Linked DNA regions of Ovis aries: region 1 is linked to region 2. A link is a contact called in public Hi-C data. All regions are on one chromosome and are shown on one strand. Each heading gives the region's core, a stretch centred on a gene start, on an enhancer-like site or on the middle of the called end of the contact. The rest is flanking DNA. Distances are from core to core; before and after follow the strand shown.

Evidence for each region. Hi-C and Micro-C count contacts between places; a contact is called where the count stands out from the background.
Region 1: a Hi-C map of hypothalamus shows a contact between it and region 2, with 5 times the contacts expected there. The contact joins two enhancer-like sites. A contact is called at or near these places in 3 of 16 Hi-C or Micro-C datasets (hypothalamus, liver and tail adipose tissue).

Annotation. Positions count from the first base shown.
Region 1 is chr6:109,683,028-109,689,335 of ARS-UI_Ramb_v3.0, forward strand. It overlaps the pseudogene LOC106991216. Among named protein-coding and RNA genes, the nearest start is that of BOD1L1, 200 kb to the left of the region's middle. Within about 2 kb of position 2,539, at least 17 of the 54 cell types and tissues checked have an H3K27ac peak or open chromatin away from gene starts, as enhancers often do. A contact at or near this core is called in hypothalamus, where this site is marked.
Region 2 is chr6:109,512,409-109,518,815 of ARS-UI_Ramb_v3.0, forward strand. No RefSeq gene overlaps it. Among named protein-coding and RNA genes, the nearest start is that of BOD1L1, 28 kb to the left of the region's middle. Within about 2 kb of position 4,418, at least 6 of the 54 cell types and tissues checked have an H3K27ac peak or open chromatin away from gene starts, as enhancers often do. A contact at or near this core is called in hypothalamus, where this site is marked.

The sequences.
Region 1 (6,308 bases), core at 1,289-3,788, 170 kb after region 2:
CTTCTTACCCCTCTAAGTCTTCCATTAAAGTTTTTGCCTCCTGGCCAGTCATGGTGATGGGGGTTCCCTCCCTATCCTGGGATCTCCACACAGCAGTGGCCTGGGTAGGGAGAATCTCAATCCGAGGTTTCTCTCTTCCCCAGAGCACAATGCCTTGGCTCCAGGGTATATTCTTGATCCCAAATCCTCAGAGCAATTCCCTCAAGAAAGGTAACATGATCTTTTTCTCCCAAGAGGATGCTAAAACCCTGAGAGTTTAGATAATTGGATCAAAGGCATTGTCAACTACTAATTGGCACTTGCCAAGGGCATTTCCCATCTACCTCTACAAAGATTAAATTAGGAGCTGCTGCAGTTGCTGACCTTCAACACCCCCTGAAAGGAGATCAGAATGGAGATCAGAAATGAGGTACTCTCTGTGCTCTGGAAAATCTGGCAGAACAGGTCTTAGATATTTTCAAGAGCTGATTTTACGAGCCCAGTTCTTGCATCTCCTCACATCTAGAAAAGCAATAAAGTCCTTCATGGTGACCTCTGCTTCCCGTGACTAGCAGAAACCTGCAAAAATATGTGCTTGATTGAGTGAACTCCCTGTTCACTGAAGTCACATATATACTGACCTTCCCTCTACCTCTTTGGAGCTGTTTCTCAGAGCTATCTGAAATGTGCTCTCCTGAGCTATTCCTTATTTGGGCCCAAATAAAACCTAACTTGAAACTCTCACACTGTACATTTTTTAAAGTCGGCAACACAGAGCAGAAAAGAGGCAGCAGCTACAGGTGATTCTGTGCTGTAAAAACCAGGTCATGCTCTTTTCCCCATCTCTGCTTGGAGCCCTTTGGGTATGACACGCCATGGCCAAAACACAGAGTGAGCTGGTGACAGCCCCCACCTGTCACCATGACTCATGACCCTCTGAGCTCTCCACCACACACTCCACTTCAATCCCTGTCCTCTTCCTTTTCTACGTCCAAAGATGTTAACCGGCCCTTGGAATACTGTCTGCCAGCTACTGAGTGGAAAAATACCAACAGAGAAGCAGGGAAGCAAAAAAGAAAAGTGAAGAGGCAAACACCTTATTTATCACTCTTGACTTCATTACAAAAGATCTGCAAAGCTCACACACACACACACACACACACACACACAATCAACCTGCAAATCATGTTATGGTTAATAAAACAGTAATTTAACACCCCCCCTCAACCTTCCCTGGCAGTGTCCTGAGGTACTCACAATGCCCTTTCTATGTTTTATTTTAAGGCCCAGTACAAAAGGTGTTCACCTTAGTGTAATTAACTTTTTATCATTAAGATTCTGAAAAATTGAATTGTGTTAGACACAGGTCACCATAATGAGAATTTAATGGCGATGTATTACAATGCACACTAAGCTATGAATCTGTGCTAGAGGCGCCACATTGCTACTGACCTATGCAAATTTCCATCTCAGTGGCCCTTATTCTTCCACTGTGGCATCCGGCCCCCTCTCCGCTTCCCTCTCATCTCCTTAAACAATGATTCTCTCATTTTCATATTAATTGCATCACTTAACTGAGATAATGCTCCCTCTGAAATGAGCAGAGGGATGAATCACCGAAACGGGCCATTATTCTTTTTGCTTAACCAATTTCACAGGCCCCGCACAAAGCACTGCCTTCGTTTGGCTTCCTATAATTGCTTATCATTAGGCCCAGCCGCCCCACGAAGTACCTTTTTATTTATTTAAGTCTCATCTCTGATGGATGGAAAATGAGTCACTTGCTATCTGAGAGGCCCAGACAGTTTGAGGCAAGGGAGGTGGTGGGATACCCTGGAGGCCATAAATGGAGGAGAAGCAGCCTGGGCGAACAGCTCTGCCCCTTCCCCCTTTCCCACAGGATTCCAGGGACAGCCGCAGCTATCAGGTGCCCTGTGGCTTCCAGGAGCAGCCCTCTGGCTCCTGCTCCCGGATGATCAGATGATCGAGAGGTGGGAGGGCTTGACCGCACGATGATGGCAGCTTGGTACCCATGAGGGATGTGGATGAGGCTGTCCAGGTGCCTACTTCACCAGGGAAGTGAATAAGGCAGGTGAGAGGCTGTCCCCTGGCCTTGACGTTTATAGTCTGGACCCATCAGCATGAGATGGAAAGGGAATATCATGAAAAATTGCTGTTTATTCCTTCATTCTCTCTCTCCCCCTTTCATTCCTTTAAGGAAATCCAGAATTGTGAAAGAGAGAGGGAGAGAAGGAAAGGACATTTTCCGAGGGAAATGAGTCTGTTATCAGCCACACACATACTCAGAAAGGCATCAGGAGAGAACGGCTCCGTCGCCATGAAAAGGAAAATCTCCTATTAGACTGTCAGGGATCTGGGCTAAAGCGATCCCTGGAGGTTCACCTAGAGCACAGCCTGTACTTTGTTCCTGTGGATAAGAGGGCCTGTCAGAGCTAGCTGTCAGCGGCCTTGGGATCCGTTCTGTCGTAATACTGCTTCTCACATAGCGCTGGCATGACTCACGCCGCCGGTCTGTTTGGTAGCTGCTGTAATTTCACCTGTAACGCTCGTCCTCCTTTGTGCTCAGCACTCACCAGGGCTTCTCAGCTTGGCTCCCACACCCTCACAGGAACCCATCAGTAGCTTAACAGGGGACAATAAGAGTCTCCTGACTCATAGCTTTCGTTTCCTTGTCTGTGATGTTCCTGCGATGGCTGAGAGGGATGGAATCCAGCCCACAGCATTGTCCTCCTTGACAAGTAAGGGGGCTTACCTTGTCAGTATGCTTGAAGATACTTGGTTTAGGGCTGGGGGATGCAGAGGGTGGTGGTGCTCAAATATGGTCCTCCCACTATCAGCCTCACCCTCTGGGAACTTGTTAGAAATATTAATTCTCAGGCTCCACCCAGACCGCTGAGCTGGAAAATCTGAGGGTGGACTCAGTTAATAAATGATTATATTATTATTATCAGGAATTTAAATAAAGGAGTGCAAAGAGTGATACATGGGCTTCCCAGGGGGCAAAAGTGGTAAAGAACTGCTGATGGAGGACACATAGAGATGCGAGTTCTATCCCTGGGTCAGGAAGATCCCCTGGGGGAGCGCATGGCAACCCACTCCAGGATTCTTGCCTGGAGAATCCCATGGCCAGAGGAGCCTAGTGGGCTACAGTCCACAGGGTCTCAGAGTCAGACATGACTGAAGTGACTTACTGCACATCTCAACTCAACAATTCAAAGTGATGAGATCATCAGACATTTGCTGAGCTGCTGCTACATGTTCTGGTTTGAATTGCGGGGTCCTCTCACAGATATGGGACAGAGTGATGGGTGAAATTTGTAAAAGCCGAGAGGACTGGCATTGGGAGAGGAGCATTTTCTGAGGTGACTGGGGTGGCAAAGTTGGGGGGATTCAATTGCATGCAGGAAGAGACTGGAGTCAGGAACATAGAACTCAGTAGGGTGAGACCACATCGAGAATGATAGCAGAATCGGGCAGGAGGGGATGTAGTTTGTACAGGAGAATCCTGTAAGTCATTTGGGGCCAGATCAGAGAATCATGGGTGGTAAAGGAGCTCCATTTATCTGTGGGGCATGGAGATGGTTTGATGGTTTAAAGAGCTCAGGAGGATTCTGCTAGAGGCCACAGAAGATTTAATCTTGTATTTTTGAAATGATATTGAGAATTACTGTAAGGGAACTCTCTTCCTGTCTCCTGCAATCACAGGGCAGTAGGAACTCAGGGACACTGGCAGCCATCACTTGCCCTTTCCTAGGAGAGAAAGTGTGATCACTGGATGGGCAGTACCTGCTGTCGGTCAAGCCTGGGGAGTCCACTCCGTGGAAAGGTCTCTGTCTGATGGGAAATGAGATTGAAGGCCAAGTAGGAGCAGATTCTAGAGTCTTGGAAGCCAGGGTAAAGAGCTGGAGTCGTTATGAACTCTTGAGTTTGGGAACAAAAGAATAAAGCAGTGCCTCCAAGGCTGACTCAGCAGGTAAAGAATCTGCCCGCAAGGCAGGAGCCACAGGAGATCCCGGTTCCATCTCCAGGGTTGGGAAGATTCCCTGGAGCAGGAAATGGCAACCCACTCCAGTATTCTTGCCTGGAGAATTTCACGAACACACGAGCCTGGTGGGCTACAGTCCAAAGGGTTGCAAAGAGTAGGACACCACTGAGCACCCACAGCATACAAAGCATAATTGACAGTGATATTTGGATGAATCAAGTAGGAGAGGCTAGAAATCCTTATTATAGCATTGGCAACCCAAATTACCATTAATTTTTTTTTTTTTAAAGTTGTGTTCCTTTCTCCACAAGGCTGAAAGAGGAGGGCCTCCCTGGAGCTTCTAAATCACACCCCATTGCTTGGTTCTCTGGGTTTGTTTCATGGGTTGTAAATGAGAACAACCTAGTCCATAAGTGGCTTCTCTCATAGGGTGTGACTTATTTGTTTCTTGCATCAGATCATCCAAGCTTGGATAATTGGTGTTAGGAACCACTGAATTTTCTTGCTTTAAAATTGTCATGATAACAGTTACAGTTTAAGAGAAATTGTAGAGTGGCAATGCAGATATTTTTATTATTGTGAACATATTATTAAAATGAACAGGTTGGCGTATGTCATAAAAATTAAGCTGGTAGAGAGCTGAGCTTAGAATAATAATACTGAAAAAAAATACTTTGCAGTTGCACAGTACATTATGACTTGGTAATGGTTTATGTGGGCAAAATTGCTGCAAAAAAGAACCTAAAAATGTAGCAGCTCAAGGACTTGCCTGGTGGTCCACTGGTTAAGACTCCATGCTTCCAATGCAGCGGGCATAGGTTAGACCCTTGGTCAGGGAACTTAAGATCCTGCATGATGTGAGGCATGGCCAATAAATAAGTAAGTAAATACAAATGTAGCAACTCAACGCAATGAAAGCTTGATTATTTCTCACCTAAGACTTGAACAAGGATATCCCAGGTCAGCAGAGGTGGTTGGTGGTAGAGAGACAATTCCTGCTCCATGCAGTCTTTCAGGGACTCAGGTTGGCGGAGGTTCTGGCATCTTCCGCATACAACTTCCAATGCTGTCTCAAGGACCTTCTTTGTCTCTGACCACATAAAGGAGAAGAACAGAGAAGAGTCTGGAAGTTTCTTTGGCCTAGATCACTTACACTCACATCATATTGGCTCAGACCTAGTCACATGACTAAATTGCAAGAGAGCCTGGAAAATGCAATTAAGTCCTGCATGAGGAAAGAGAAAAATAGATTCCAGCTGGAATTCTTTTTATAGGAAATCTTACAGGTAATTTAATCTCAACTGAAAAAATCAGTGAAACACAGGTTAAACAAATTTCTTGGGAAATTTTTAGCTGCCAATGCACTAATCTGGGAATTATTCAAAATCATTTTATTACCTCCCTATTTATAAAAGCTAAGTATTCTGCTCATATGTGTGCTAAATTGATTCAGTTGTGTCTGACTCTTTGTGACCCTATGGACTGCAGCCCTCCAGGTTCCTCTGTCCTTGGAGATTCTCCAGACAAGAATACTGGAGTGGGTTGCCATGCTCTCTTCCAGGGGATCTTCCTGACCCAGGGACTGAACTTGTGTCTCCTGTGGTTCCTGCATTGCAGGAGGATTCTTTACCCTGAGCCGCTGGGGGAGCCCTAATCATTCACAGAACTAGGGATTTAGAGAACATCCACCATGTGACTAGTTCACCATCTCTATATACTTGAAATCCAGTGGAGGTCATAGTTCTACTGGCTTTCCAACTGAAGACTGGTTTCTTCACATGTTTAATGGACAATGAAACTCCCTTTACCTTTGATCTCTGAACACTATTTGAAACCAGAAACACGTATCTTATTTCCAAGATGGGCTACACTTTCTAGATAACATAAATATCACATTTGAACAGTGATACATGTTCATCATGCTGTAAGTTTCTCAAGAGGACAGAAAGTAAAAATTCTAGATATTTTATAAAATCATTTCAGTATCCAGCGTAGAGATTTAGCATCACACAGGAAGAGGTTTTAGTCTCAGTTTTGCAGTTCATTTACCCTCTTAAGCCATGGTTTCCTTTCCTAAAAACAAAAGAAAATATCCACGCTGTTCATGGGCTTCCCTGGTGGCTCAGACAGTAAAGAATCTGCCTGCAATGCAGGAGACCTGGGTTTGATACCTGGGTCAGGAAGAACCCTGGGAGAAGGGAAAGAGTATCCACTCCAATATTCTTGCTTGGAGAATTCCATGGACAGAGGAGTGTGGCAGGCTACCGTCCATTGGGTCAGAAAGAGTTGGACATGACTGACCAACTAACACTTTCATTTTTGG
Region 2 (6,407 bases), core at 3,168-5,667:
TTTGTGGGATAGACAGGGCATGAAGCCTATTCTTCGTTGGACAGGATTATCTCAAGCTTCATTTAGAATGTCTGCTCTTCTTGGTACTCAACCCTGAAATGCCTTTGTGCATCCTCTCACCACCGTGCCAACTAGTCCTGTAAATTTCCACAATATCCTTGAGGATGGCATCACTCCCATGAGAATCACGGTTCTAACTCGGCTCCCTCATTTTACAGATGAGTGAATCACTTTCTTGAAAAAGGAGGAACTTCTTCCCAATTCTCACAGGGACTTAGAGATTAATCATGAATTGCAATCTCCTGACTCTTTATTCTAAATCAGGAACCCATCCATCCACAGCAGGTGCAGCTGGAGCTTCGAGTCAAACAGATTTGGGTTCAAATTCTGGCTCTGCTTTTAGGCAAATGGCTTCATCTTTCTGAGCCTCTGCTTCATCTTTTGCAAAAATTGGGATTAAAAATAGCATTTCCCTTAAAGACTTGGTATGAGGATTCAGCAGGGTTATTTCTATACATTCCTGGCACATAGTGAGATCTCAATATATAGTAGCTATTATTTGTTGTTGTTCCAGTTGCTAAGTCATGTCCAACTCTTTGCAACTCCATAAACTGTAGCTCACCAGGCTCCTCTGTCCGTGGGGTTCTCCAGGTGAGAATACTGGAGGGGGTTGCCATTTCCTTCTCCAGGGGATCGTCCAGGATGAAGGATCAAACCTGTGTCTTCTGCGTTGACAGTGAGAATCTTTACTACTGAGCCATCTGGGAAGCCCAGTAGATATTATATTATCCCTTTAAAGCTCATTTATCTAAGTGCCCGCAGAAAATGGTGTATCGTATGCTGGGAGAATTTCTCCATTTGAACTTTCCTCTGCAGAGAAACATTTGTCTTTATCTTTTGTTTCCAAAGCATCAAATCATCCTTTTCCAGAGCAAAGCATCCTTCTAATCCCCTCCCACCACAGCTGTCCTGCTGCTAACACAGTTAAGGACACAGTATCTTGGCCTAAGTAGCTCAGAGCATTCTGACAACTTAGCCCCTCACTTAAAGAGTGGAAGGAACTTTGGAGCTGCAGCTGAAGTGAAAAGAATGAAGAAAGAGGATGAAATTTGTGCCAGGCGCACAGTGAATGCTTGAGTTTTCTCATTTTACCAACACCCCATGAGGCGGGAATTGTTTATTATCACCTCCACATTCAGTTCAGTTCAGTCACTCAGTTGTGTCCGACTCTTTGCAACCCCATGGATTGCAGCATGCCAGGCTTCCCGGAGTTTTCTCAAACTCATGTCCACCGAGTCGGTGATGCCATCCAATCATGTCATCCTCTGTCGTCCCCTTCTCCACTTTACACCTAAGAAAATAAGGAGCTGAGCTGTTACAGCCCTTTGTTGAAGTCACACAGAGACAAGACAGCATCAGGTTTGCTGGATGTTTTCTTGATGCGATTGCTTTCAAAAGCAGATCCTGAAATAAAGATTTGGGTGCAAACATTCTCTTTGGGAGAGGTTTTTGTGGTCATTTTATTGCCTCTCGGCTCTGATGCATCCTTCAATATGTGAGGGAAGATCCCCTGGAGAAGGAAATGGCAACCCACTCCAGTATTCTTGCCTGGAAAATTCCATGGATGGAGGAGCCTGGTAAGCTCCAGTCCATGGGATCACAAAGAGTCAGACATGACTGAGCAACTTCACTGCTGATAAAGGAATTTCTTTTAAGTATTTCTTCTTTAATAGGAACATGTTGCCGAGCTTTCTCAGACAAGGAAGCTGGAGGGGTGTTCCTGGAGGGGGAGGGTCTCCTGCCATTTGTGTGCTGTATGGGGCTCAGTTATGGGTGTGGGGGCATTCAGTGGAACCTGCCCATGGGTCAAAATGTGGTCCTGCTGCAACTTTGCAGCCTCAGTGTGTGGATAACCTTTGTGCAACCCTCTCGGTCTGGAAACTAGAGTCAGAAGCACAGCTCACGTGCTCCGAAGGACCCCTGTCCCCGCTGACTCCCACACTCCACATCTCCACAAATCAGGTGGTGCTTGACTGCTCCCCCAAAAGGACTCTGGAGGGTGGTTTCTTGCTTGCAGCCCCTCCAGACCAGCTCCAGCCTAGCCAGAGCCACAGACTTCTCTACTATCCTGTGGGCTTTCCCAAAGAAGCTTGAATGTCCCCCGTCTTTGCCTGTGGGTGCTCAGCCTAAGCCATAGGGTGCCTTATACAGTTACTCTTTACCACAGATAATGGTTCTTTGTGTTACACTTCCTCTGGTTAAGTCATGGTGTATTCTGTCTCCTGATCACTGTCATAGCACGTGATCACTGGAAGAAGGCGAAAGAGTAGGGAAGGGAAAAAAGCCAATAAGAAAAGCATTAATGAGTGGATCACTATTATCGGTACTTGGGATACAATCACACTTGTGTCGTTTGAGACTCTAAGTGCCCCAGCAAGAGGCAAGAGGACTGCATATTTATCTCCCAACTCCTGTCTCTCATTGATTGAGGGTTGCTTTTGGGAACTTTAATTCCCTGGCACTTTGGTTCTGCCCTGCATGCCTGAACTTCCCAAGGCCTATTTTACTTGTGTAGTTAGAACACCCCCTCAGGTAGAGAGAAACAGGTCCTTGATGGCAATATCCCTGTGAACATGGGAACTTCCTGTGATGCTACAGGTGACCTCTAGGGTGGACCAAGGCGATGGAGGCAGCCATGGTGTAGCTACTATAGACTTGTTGGGGGATACTGGGTGGCAGATGAATGGCTCAGACTGATGCAGGGTGAAGTTTCTGGAAAAGTCCAGTGGTAGATGATCAAACGCTCTCCTGACTGGTAGAATTTAATTGTATGGTCAGTGTTTGCTCTGGATAATTGGGTTTTCCTTTGACAGTCTCACTGGCTTGCTAGCTGCCTTGGAAGACACTGTTTTCTAACCATTTCGCATACAAAAAGCCAGACCTGGCTTCCATCAATGGCTGGCAGCCCTGCCATTTTCAGGAGGTGCTGATGGTTGTGGCATCCAAGAGGAAAAAGGCAGTGGTGTTTGTATTTTCCATTTTGCCCTTTACAAGAACATTTCAGCTGAAGCGGAAGGCTTTTTTTTTCCCTTCACCCTGGGTGTTTTAATAGAATTCTTGGTGACATTAAGCCCTTTTAATTCTGAGTACCAGCTTCTAAAGTTCAGTGACGACGGAGCTCTGTTCAGCTGTGGAATGCAGTGGATACCAAGGTGAGAGATTTTAATCACCAGGAGGACCGGAGTAAAAATACAGCCAGGAGGCAAGGTTATTACAAAAGGCCACGGACAATGTTTGTCTGTGGGAAAGTGTGGGCTGAAGGAGGTTACTTTTATATTGAAATTTTTAAATCATTCACATTTTGCAAGATGGTAATCAATGTAGAGGGTTTCAAAACTGGCAATATGTTCTTTCTACATGTAAAATAGTCAGTGAAGAAAAAACAAGGAAACTTACTCTGTCCTAAAATGAAAAGATCTCTGAGACATGTGACAAAAGCAGGAAAATACTGAATAGTTAATTACTGCATGAGAAAGAAAGGGGAAAAATGATACAGTCACCTTTGCTTGTATGTATATAAAAATCTAATAAAACTATCTATGTATGGTTTAGGAGGGCAAAAACAAAGTGATTTTTTTTCAGTTTATAACTTTTATGTCATTTTCTTTTAAAAATCACATCAAAGTATTTTCTGTCCAGATAAATGAAACCAAAGCCCAGTGAAGAACACGATCATTGGAGGACATGTCTCTGTTCTTTGATCATTTGTACAAACTTTGAAGGCAGCTTTGGATGGGAAAATGCATTCCACAAAGTCAAATATCTGTGCATCAGTTCGGTTCAGTCAGTCAGTCGTGTCCAACTCTTTGTGACCCCGTGGACTGCAGCACGCCAGGCTTCCCTGTCCATCACCAACTCCTGGAGCCTACTCAAACTCATGTCCATCGCATCAGTGATGCCATCCAACCATCTCATCCTCTGTTGTCCCCTTCTCCTCCTGCCTTCAATTCTTCCCAACACCAGGGTCTTTTCAAATGAGTCATCAGGTGGCCAAAGTATTGGAGTTTCAGCTTCAGCATCAGTCCTTCCAATGAATATTCAGGACTGATTTCCTTTAGGATGGACTGGTTGGATCTCCTTGCAGTCCAAGGGACTCTCAAGAGTCTTCTCCAACACCACAGTTAAAAAGCATCAATTCTTCGGTGCTCAGCTTTATAGTCCAAGTCTCACATCCATACATGACCACTGGGAAAACCTTAACTTTGACTAGATGGACCTTTGTTGGTAAACTAATGTCTCAGCTTTTTAATATGCTTTCCAGGTTGGTCAGAGTGATTCCTTTGCAAACATTGTGGGCGTGGGTGTTTTCAGTTGATCATGGAAATTTTTTTGCATCTATGCTGCTATTTTCCACACAGGCAGCAGAGGGCAGTGTTTCCCTGTTTTCCTTTGTGCTTTTCCCCATCTCCACAGCCTCAAAGGCAAAACCAACCAAGATAATTCAAATCTATGATAAAATGTACCACATTTTCTAGGTTTGTGTTGTTACTCTCTCAGCCCCAAAATGGGACTTGAAGCTTCCAACAGGCTGCTTAATGATTATTCAAGAGGGGCTGGTGATTGGGTTTGCTGGGGTGGTTTTTATCCTCTCTTGTCTTTCTCCCCTTTTGTCATTCCACTCAGCTCCCATCCATCACTTTCCATAATCAAGTCATAGAAAAAGACCCTTAGATTATGAAAACTCACAGCCTTCTCTCTCTCCCTCTCTCTTTTACTTTGCAGATAAGACTCAGAATTTGGAAGGCAAAACAAACAAACAAATAAAAAGGGAGAATTTTGGACTTCCATAAATAGTGCTAATGTTGTGGGGAAAAAAGAGCTAAAAGGGGACGAGCCTAAGCCGTGTCTGAGTGGTTACCTCTGTGCCTGGCTGGGGGAGCTCCTGGGGTGAGTTCTCACATTCACTACAATGAGGACGTGCATGAGCCATTTTGAAAAGGAAATGAAAGCTCACAGGTGATGGACAATGCCCAAATTCATGCTGCTGTAAAAAGATAGAATTGGGAGGCAGATTGCATCCAAAGCTGAGCAATTGACACGTTTTTTTCCCCTGCACCATCCTAAGCAGACAGAAGGTGTTGTAGCCACGCGTTCCGGGAAACAAACTCACTCAGAAGGACAACGCAGATACCGGAGTGCTGTTTATGACACCGGCGGGTGCAAGGCAGAGTCTCCTCTTAGCCAAGGACTCCGACCAGCTTTTGTGAAAACCTTATATACCCTAAGTGTATGTGCTCAAACCCACCTCCCCAAATTCTCTGGAACTAATTTGAACATAGGAAAAGAAAGATGCAATCAAAGTTAACCCTTCATTCGTCTGCCTTGAGCCTAGGTAGTTAACAGTGGACAATTATCAGAAGGCCTGTGGTCATACCTCAATAAGCATAATAGAATGTATGATTGATTCTATGCGGTTACACAGATAATTAGGGTATTCCTTTAGGCGATGGGATAGTCTAGGTATGAGCCCTAGGGCTCTTCCTTCTGCGGGCCTGATTTTCCTGTTGGTATGTCGTCGTTTCCATAGATACTGGGCATACAGCTCAAAGTCCACAGTCCAGCCATGATGGAATCCTGCTTTCAAGATGGAGTCTGTTCTGTTTCCTTCTTCAAAGGCAGTGCTGGCCCTTTGGCTCTCTCTCTGGCCGCCCCACCCCTCCCCCCCGCCCCGGCTTCCCCGGGGAAGTTGGCCTCTGTGCTCAACTCTGACAGGAGCATGCACCATCCTTTCCACACAGTGTCTGGAAGGAGACAAAAGGGAGAAGCGGAAACCTCAGGAGCTCCCCTGTGTTCAGCAGACGTTTGTCTTTGTTGTACCTGGGCAGAGCTTCCTTCAGCAAAGGCAGCAACATTGGACGGCCCAAGGCCAGAGATTCCTTGAGCTGTGTGACGCTGTGGACTTGGGGAAGTCTTGTGTTGAGTAATACCAGCTCCCCCGGAGACTGGTGGCCCTTGCCCATGCCAAGTGGGACAAGGAGAAGGTCTCCATGGGGGTAAGCATGGCTTTTGCAGGTTTTTTATTTTTATTTTTTTTATTGTTTTGGCATGCTGCTGTGGCATGTGGGGGTCTTAGTTCCCTGACCAGGGACTGTACCTGCGCCCCTTACAGTGGGGGTGGGGTTAACAGCACTGTTTCCAAATTGTTTTGGAATAGTTTGTGTGTGTGTGTGTGTGTGTGTGTGTGTGTGTGTGTGTGTGTTTGTAACCAAAACCCTGGTAGCAGGACCCTTCGGGGCCTTCCCAGGACAGGCCTTCCCCTTTATCTCTCGATTTAACTTCTCTTCTAAGCACCTAGATAGCAGTATCCGATGCAAATTTCCTAAGTTGTTTTGCAGGTGTGGCAACAG